Linked DNA regions of Mus musculus: region 2 is linked to region 1. Evidence: chromatin contacts called from public HiChIP or PLAC-seq data. All regions are on one chromosome and are shown on one strand. The core of a region is the stretch at or near the end of the contact, and the rest is flanking DNA. Distances in the headings are between cores, read along the strand shown. Region 1 has its middle 130 kb from the start of Thsd7a. Region 2 has its middle 17 kb from the start of Tmem106b.

Evidence for each region. HiChIP or PLAC-seq counts read pairs in DNA pulled down with a chosen protein or histone mark.
Region 2: a FOXA1 HiChIP or PLAC-seq map of pancreatic cancer cells shows a contact between it and region 1. The contact joins two enhancer-like sites. A contact is called at or near these places in 1 of 484 Hi-C or Micro-C datasets (liver) and 3 of 115 datasets of contacts at active chromatin or transcription factors (embryonic stem cells, kidney and pancreatic cancer cells).

What each region holds. Positions count from the first base shown.
Region 1 is chr6:12,874,954-12,878,070 of GRCm38.p6, forward strand. No RefSeq gene overlaps it. Among named protein-coding and RNA genes, the nearest start is that of Thsd7a, 130 kb to the left of the region's middle. Within about 2 kb of position 1,653, at least 18 of the 459 cell types and tissues checked have an H3K27ac peak or open chromatin away from gene starts, as enhancers often do. A contact at or near this core is called in kidney and pancreatic cancer cells, where this site is marked.
Region 2 is chr6:13,050,771-13,054,231 of GRCm38.p6, forward strand. No RefSeq gene overlaps it. Among named protein-coding and RNA genes, the nearest start is that of Tmem106b, 17 kb to the right of the region's middle. Within about 2 kb of position 1,756, at least 58 of the 459 cell types and tissues checked have an H3K27ac peak or open chromatin away from gene starts, as enhancers often do. A contact at or near this core is called in kidney and pancreatic cancer cells, where this site is marked.

The sequences.
Region 1 (3,117 bases), core at 403-2,902:
GCCATATCCAGGGATCCACCCCATAATCAGCATCCAAACGCTGACACCATTGCATACACTAGCAAGATTTTATCGAAAGGACCCAGATGTAGCTGTCTCTTGTGAGACTATGCCGGGGCCTAGCAAACACAGAAGTGGATGCTCACAGTCACCTAATAGATGGATCACAGGGCTCCCAATGGAGGAGCTAGAGAAAGTACCCAAGGAGCTAAAGGGATCTGCAACCCTATAGGTGGAACAACATTATGAACTAACCAGTACCCCGGAGCTCTTGACTCTAGCTGCATATGTATCAAAAGATGGCCTAGTCGGCCATCACTGGAAAGAGAGGCCCATTGGACATGCAAAATTTGTATGCCCTGAAAGACCCTCAAAGTGAGGACTCCCCCACGTTCTGACTCAGGAGAGGCGACACCCCAAAATCACCCACAAGAAACGGGTCTTGCTGCAAATTGCAAGAGGATTTTTATTCAAGAGCGCTCTCGGGCCCATGGTCATACACCACGCAGGGGTAGAGGACCGTGGCGCCCCGAGTAGCTGGGTAAGGGGGTATTTAAAGGAAGAAACCGAAACTCAAGGAAGTGGGGAGGGCGTTGTTGGAAGATACCAAAGATACCAGTTAAGAGTCACAAGGAAGTGTAAAGTTACAAGAGTCACAAGGAATACCTGATAATTGTTAACTCTCAAAACAGCTTCTAAGAGCCCCTAACAATAGCACATTTGCATTGCAGGTTCTGGGTGACTTTCTTTGAATGAGCACTCTTTGAACCCAGGAAGCGGGTGGGTAGAGGAATGTCGCTATCTCTTTTATGATTAGCATACCTTTACAAAGGCCACATTCCCAAGCCTGGGCCTAAAGGCCTAGAATTCTGTTTTTATGTTGTTATACTTTCAGCCCCAGTACAGGGGAACGCCAGGGCCAAAAAGGGGGAGTGGGTGGGTAGGGGAGTGGGGCTGGGTAGGTATGGGGGACTTTTGGTATAGCATTGGAAATGTAAATGAGCTAAATACCTAATAAAAAATTTAAAAAAAAAAGGAATCAGATGGATGGCTTCAGTTGTAAGTAGACAAAGCAGGAGAGATTCAATTAAATAGACAATAAGATTATATATGATGCAAAATATAAGACCAAAGCTATTTTAAATACTAAAATGAAAGAGATTAAATTAATAATATAGGGGTAAGACTTAAATAATACTTCACTGAAATCCAAGGAGAGAAAAAGGAGTAAGAGAGAGGAGAGTTCATGCTACAGTAATCCTTCTCAAAACGTACTTTAGTTACTAAGGCATGTTTATTATCCCTATAGACCAGAGATAAAGAAATAATATTAAATATATAGTGGTGAGTATGTTGCTACACTATTAATAATAATAAGAAATCTTAAAATCAGAAAATTAAACATTACACTTGAAATAACTGTGTCTGGTCTAGTAAGGAGATTTTCACACAGTACAAATTAAACATTTCTAGTTTCTTTCTATCATTATGATAAAACACTGACCAAAGTCCACAAGAAGAGGAAAGAGTTAGAGTCTATCATCCAGGGAAGTGAGGACAGAAAACCACAAAAACCCACAGAGGAATGTTGCTTTGCTATGCACTCTCCAGTGATGTTTGCTTGGCAGGCAGAGAGGCCTGGGAACACTCACAAGGCAAAGAGTTTCAGAGAAACTCACCTCCTGGAACTTTGGCGTTCTCATAACCCGCATACTCACACCCTATCCCTGCGTTAGTCTGGTGTATGGATCCACGTGCTCTCTTTTAGTATTTTATTTTAAGTGCCTTTTAAGATTGAATTCTGACATAACTAAGCCTTCGCCAGTGTTCCAACATCCCAGATAATCCTTGAAGGCAACAAACTTGGAACTCAGTAGGAATGCAGTAAGAAGGTTACCTATTCAGTAACATTCAAATTTACTTCTAGTAGAGATGGTGAAACTAATTAGGCATTACAAAGAATGGAGCCAGAATATCTCAGTGGAGGTCTGCAGAGTGTTTACTTGAGACAATAGCCAATCTTACCCAGACAAGGGAATTCACAATGGCCTAGCAAATAGGTGGGTTTACCATGAAAGAGTTAGGGAATCCCCCTGAGACTTGCTTCTTCACTAGGCCCAAAGAAACAGCACAATCAGGCATTTTACTAAGAACCCCTGGAGGTGGGTTTAACAATAGACACCTGGCACCCTTCTTAGAGGTAAACAGCAGGGACTGGTCCCTGCCATCCTTTGATGTATACATTCCTTATGTTTTGTGTCACTGTAACTGGGTGGATGTATCTTGCCTGGTTTCTTATTATTCTTCTGTATAAAAAGTATGATGCTCAACCTGAAAAATTACATTCAGATTCTACACAATCTCCTGTGCTGTGTCTGTCTGTCATTTATTCGCTGACTCCTTGTCCATCTGCAACTAGAGACCTGCTCTACGCAGACAAGGGACCAAGAGGATCTGCAGCATTCCTTACTGTTTCATTTGCAATTCATGCTTAGCTAACATTTCTGTATATCTAGGCCCTCCCGAAAAGGGCTGGTGCCACCTAAAGTGGACAGGGACCTCTGACACAAATCATAGCAATCTCTCAGAGTCTTGGCAACCAGATAAGTTGAGGGACACAATTCACCTGAGGCTCCCTCCTTTATGTGACTCTAGATTGTGTCAGGTTGACAATAAAAATTAAGGAGAACAGAAACCGAAATAAGCCGAATATCATAAAATGTTGGAAACAATAACCTATACCCTTGAGAAGAGACAGATGACACATATGCAGGCTGTAATCAACTGCAGTAAAAAATAATGCTTTGCTTGAATTTATGAGATAAAAGAAAACAGCAATAGTAACATTATAAAATGAGAAAATATTACAAGCATCAAACAAATAAGATATATATTTATATTATATATATTACATATATAAATTGGATATTTTCTTTATTTACATTACCCTTTCCAGGCTTCCCCTTTGGAAATCCCCTAGCCCATCTCCTCTCCCCCTTCTTTTATGAGGGTGCTCCCTCACCCACCCACCCACTCCCCAGTTCTCACCCTGGCATTCCCCTACACTGGGCCATCAAACACTCTCAGGCCTAAGGGCCACTCCTCCTACTGATGTCC
Region 2 (3,461 bases), core at 506-3,005, 180 kb after region 1:
AATTTTCCTTCATCTCTGTGACTAAGAACTCCAGCTCCTTACAATGTGCTAACTGGAGTCTGCTTTAAGAATGGAGTGGCTACCAGCAAGTCTGGAGTCTGCAGTGCCTATGTATCTGTAGCCACTTTGCTCAAATGACCTTATAAAACTGAACATAAAAACGGTTGCATAAGAACCGTTCTAATATTTTAAGTGTAAATCAGACCATAATATTCCACAGATCGAATGTCTTGTGGCTTCCCACTGCGTTGAGCCAGTGATCACAAGGTCTGTTTGTCTAAACAGATTCTGAGACCTCAGCTCTCCCCGGACTCATTCTTCAAATCCACAGGGCTCTTCCTAAGTTCCAGGTTGAGGATATGTTGATTCTCCACCTCTGAAGCATTACTATGCCTCTGTTTGATGTTCTTTTCCAAAGAAGCACGTGTCAGGCTCCTCTGTTTCATCAGCTCTCTACTGAAGTACCAGTGAAGAACCTCACAAGAATTCACATAAATTAATAATGTACTCATCTTTCTTTTATTTTTTGCCCTGACTCTCATTGTTCTGTTGAGCTTGCTACTGTTTGACATTTTTAGGGCAGTCCTCTGTTTTAACCAGTTTGCCTGCATTCCCAGATGTGTAAGCTGAGTGGAGTCAAGACCCACCCCTGCTTATGTTTATTTTCCTTTAGTCTAGAGCAGCCCTTAACACAGAGATAATGCTCAATACCATTTGATAAGTGAACAAATGGAAACACTTTGGATTAATTCTTAAGCTCCACCCACTGATTGGCATGAAACAATGAAAGCTAAATACTTATAATAGCAAATTTTATTCCAAATTATGCTTAAAATATTTCTTTAGATTCTAACTACCTATTGGATAGTCTTGAATTCCCTGTCCAATTCTGCTTTCTCCTGTAAACAAAGGTGTTTAAGGATGAGAATAATAAAAAGGGAGTTGTATATTATTTTTTGAAATTTAGTATGTATTTTTCCCAGAACTGTCTCTAGACCATAAAATATTGAATAGAAACTCAAGTTAACTCTGGATTTGAATGAACGAGGACTTGAGTTAGGATCATGGAAAGGCCTGCCCTGGAGTGTGGGGGGGTGTACTTTGTCCAATTCCACCAAAGAAGCTTCTGTTTCCTTTTCCAGCTGGTATCAATTGTAAATAGCTTTGTGGCTAAGGTACAACTTCGTGCTCACTACTCTATGGGATTTTGTCTGGTTTGAACCTGTGCAGAGCTGATGCATGCTATGTCACAGTCTCTCTGAATTCATCCATATGTGCTTTGGCCATGTTGGATTGGAGTCACCCATCACTTTTGGTTCTTTGGCTCCTTCTGTCTCCTGTTCCACATAAAGCCCTGAGCCTCGAAGGGAGGGGTTTTATAGGACATCCCATTTAGGGCTGAGCACTCCAAAGTCTCTCACTGTACAATGTCTAGCTGCAACTCTGCGTTAATTACCATCTACTTCAAGAAGAAGCTTCCTCATGAAACGGAATCAGGAAACTTACTGCTATAGTTCTCATAGATTCCTGACCAAAAACGAAACAAAAACAAAAACAAAAAGAACAACAATACCCCTCCAAGATGTCTTTACAGAATGTACTTTGAATGGTTCTTCCAGCCAAATTCTGGAAATAGAAATAGAAATGACGAAATAGGTAGAACCTTCCTGACACACGTTGTTTATCCAAGGCTTGTTTTTCTGCCTGCATGCTCTAGTTATTTATTACATACTAATGCCTGATCTCTTGTGAAAGTCTCACCTTGTTGGAATGTCAAAGCTAGAAGTGATCTCTGTAATTTTCCATTAGTCATTGGGTAGTCCACTCTAGAAAGAGATTACATCTCTTGGTTTGCTTGCTTGGCTGGTGCCAAAGTCTGTTAAATGTTCTCTATGTATTGTTTACTTTAGTATTTGTGACTCAAAGTAGTTCTGCCAAGTACTCCATGAGTTCTACAAAATATGTCAGTAGAAATGAGTCAGCTGATATCACAGGAATAATTATATTAAACAAAAAATTCAAAAAAAAGCCATAGAAATGTAGAAAAATGCACTTCCAAGTAGGCAATTAATTCAATAATAAAATAAAGAACTGGTGACCTATTGGGTCCATGACATTAGCTAGGAAAGATGATTAATCAGTAAAAGAAGTGGGGGAGAGCACAGTCGGAAGATAATGAGCACATTCCAAGCCTAAAATGGAACAGAAATGAACTGCAGTGCCAAGAACAGTACACTGAGAAGAGCAGAATACTAGATCTGGTCATTGCTAGCGTTGCCAGCTGTGTGCTTTCCTTGTCCAAGGCATGAGGACCCTGATGCATACATACCCTTCCTAGTGAGCACTCTGGCCTATAACCCAGGGTAAGATCCCAGGGGGAAAGCTGCAGTAAATTTCATCAGCTGTCCAGAAAGGCACACTTCTGTGGCACTATCCCTGCAACTCTGTGCAACAGGAATCTCATCCCTCTACTCCTGTATTCTGCAGGATCTTCTAAGTCCTTTTTCAGACTAAGATTTGCATGGCATGTTGCTTTATCATCCATACCAGATTTAAAACTACTACAAACTCTATCTGTTCTCTGTAATCAGTGTGAACTTATTTTCTGTTCCTAAATTCTGTATGTTATAGAAATGCCTGTTTTCCCTCAGTACCCTTGCTCTAGCAGAGCTTAAAAGCGGTTTAGAAAGTGGATAATCATAAAAGAAGATCTACACACTAATTTTCATGATATTAACTACATATATTGGATTATGTGGTTCTTCATAATTATCATCAGATCAGGTATACAAGAAAAATGCATCTATTTAAACATCACCACCATCAACTCTTCTCATTACTCATCTCTTTACCTTAATTTACTTTTCAAAAAGGTCATTTCTTTCAGGTTTAAAGTATGTAATATTAATATTTATTTCAAACTCAGTATATTAGGTATGGTTTTTATGCCAGTAATCTTAGCACTTGAGACCTGTGTTATGAGGATAATAAAGTAGAGGCCAACCTGTGTTACATATCAAGTCTGAGCCAGCCTGACCTACATAGTAATTTCCAGGGCAACCTAGAATATACATGAGATCCTGTCTCAAACAATAGAAGAAAATTCTGTCTGTCATTAGTTTCATAGAACAAAGCTGTTGGAGGTGTCTTTATGATAAAGATACATACACACTAGAAAATAATTTAAATGTTTATACAGTTCAGTGTTCATATGATATGAAGTTATTAAAGATCAAAAGAAGCAAGGGAGCCACAATAGAGGAAAATAAGAAGAACAACAAATATCAAAGAAGGTGACTACAGTGGACAATATCAGTCAAACCAAGGCAATTTGCATGTACTGTAAAAAAATAAGAAACTGACTGAATACTAACAAGAGTTTATAGGTTAGCAATATAAAACAGGTCCTTGTAATAGAGATCATAGAACCTCACTGTTTGAGGGAACAGAGTCTGAAGAAC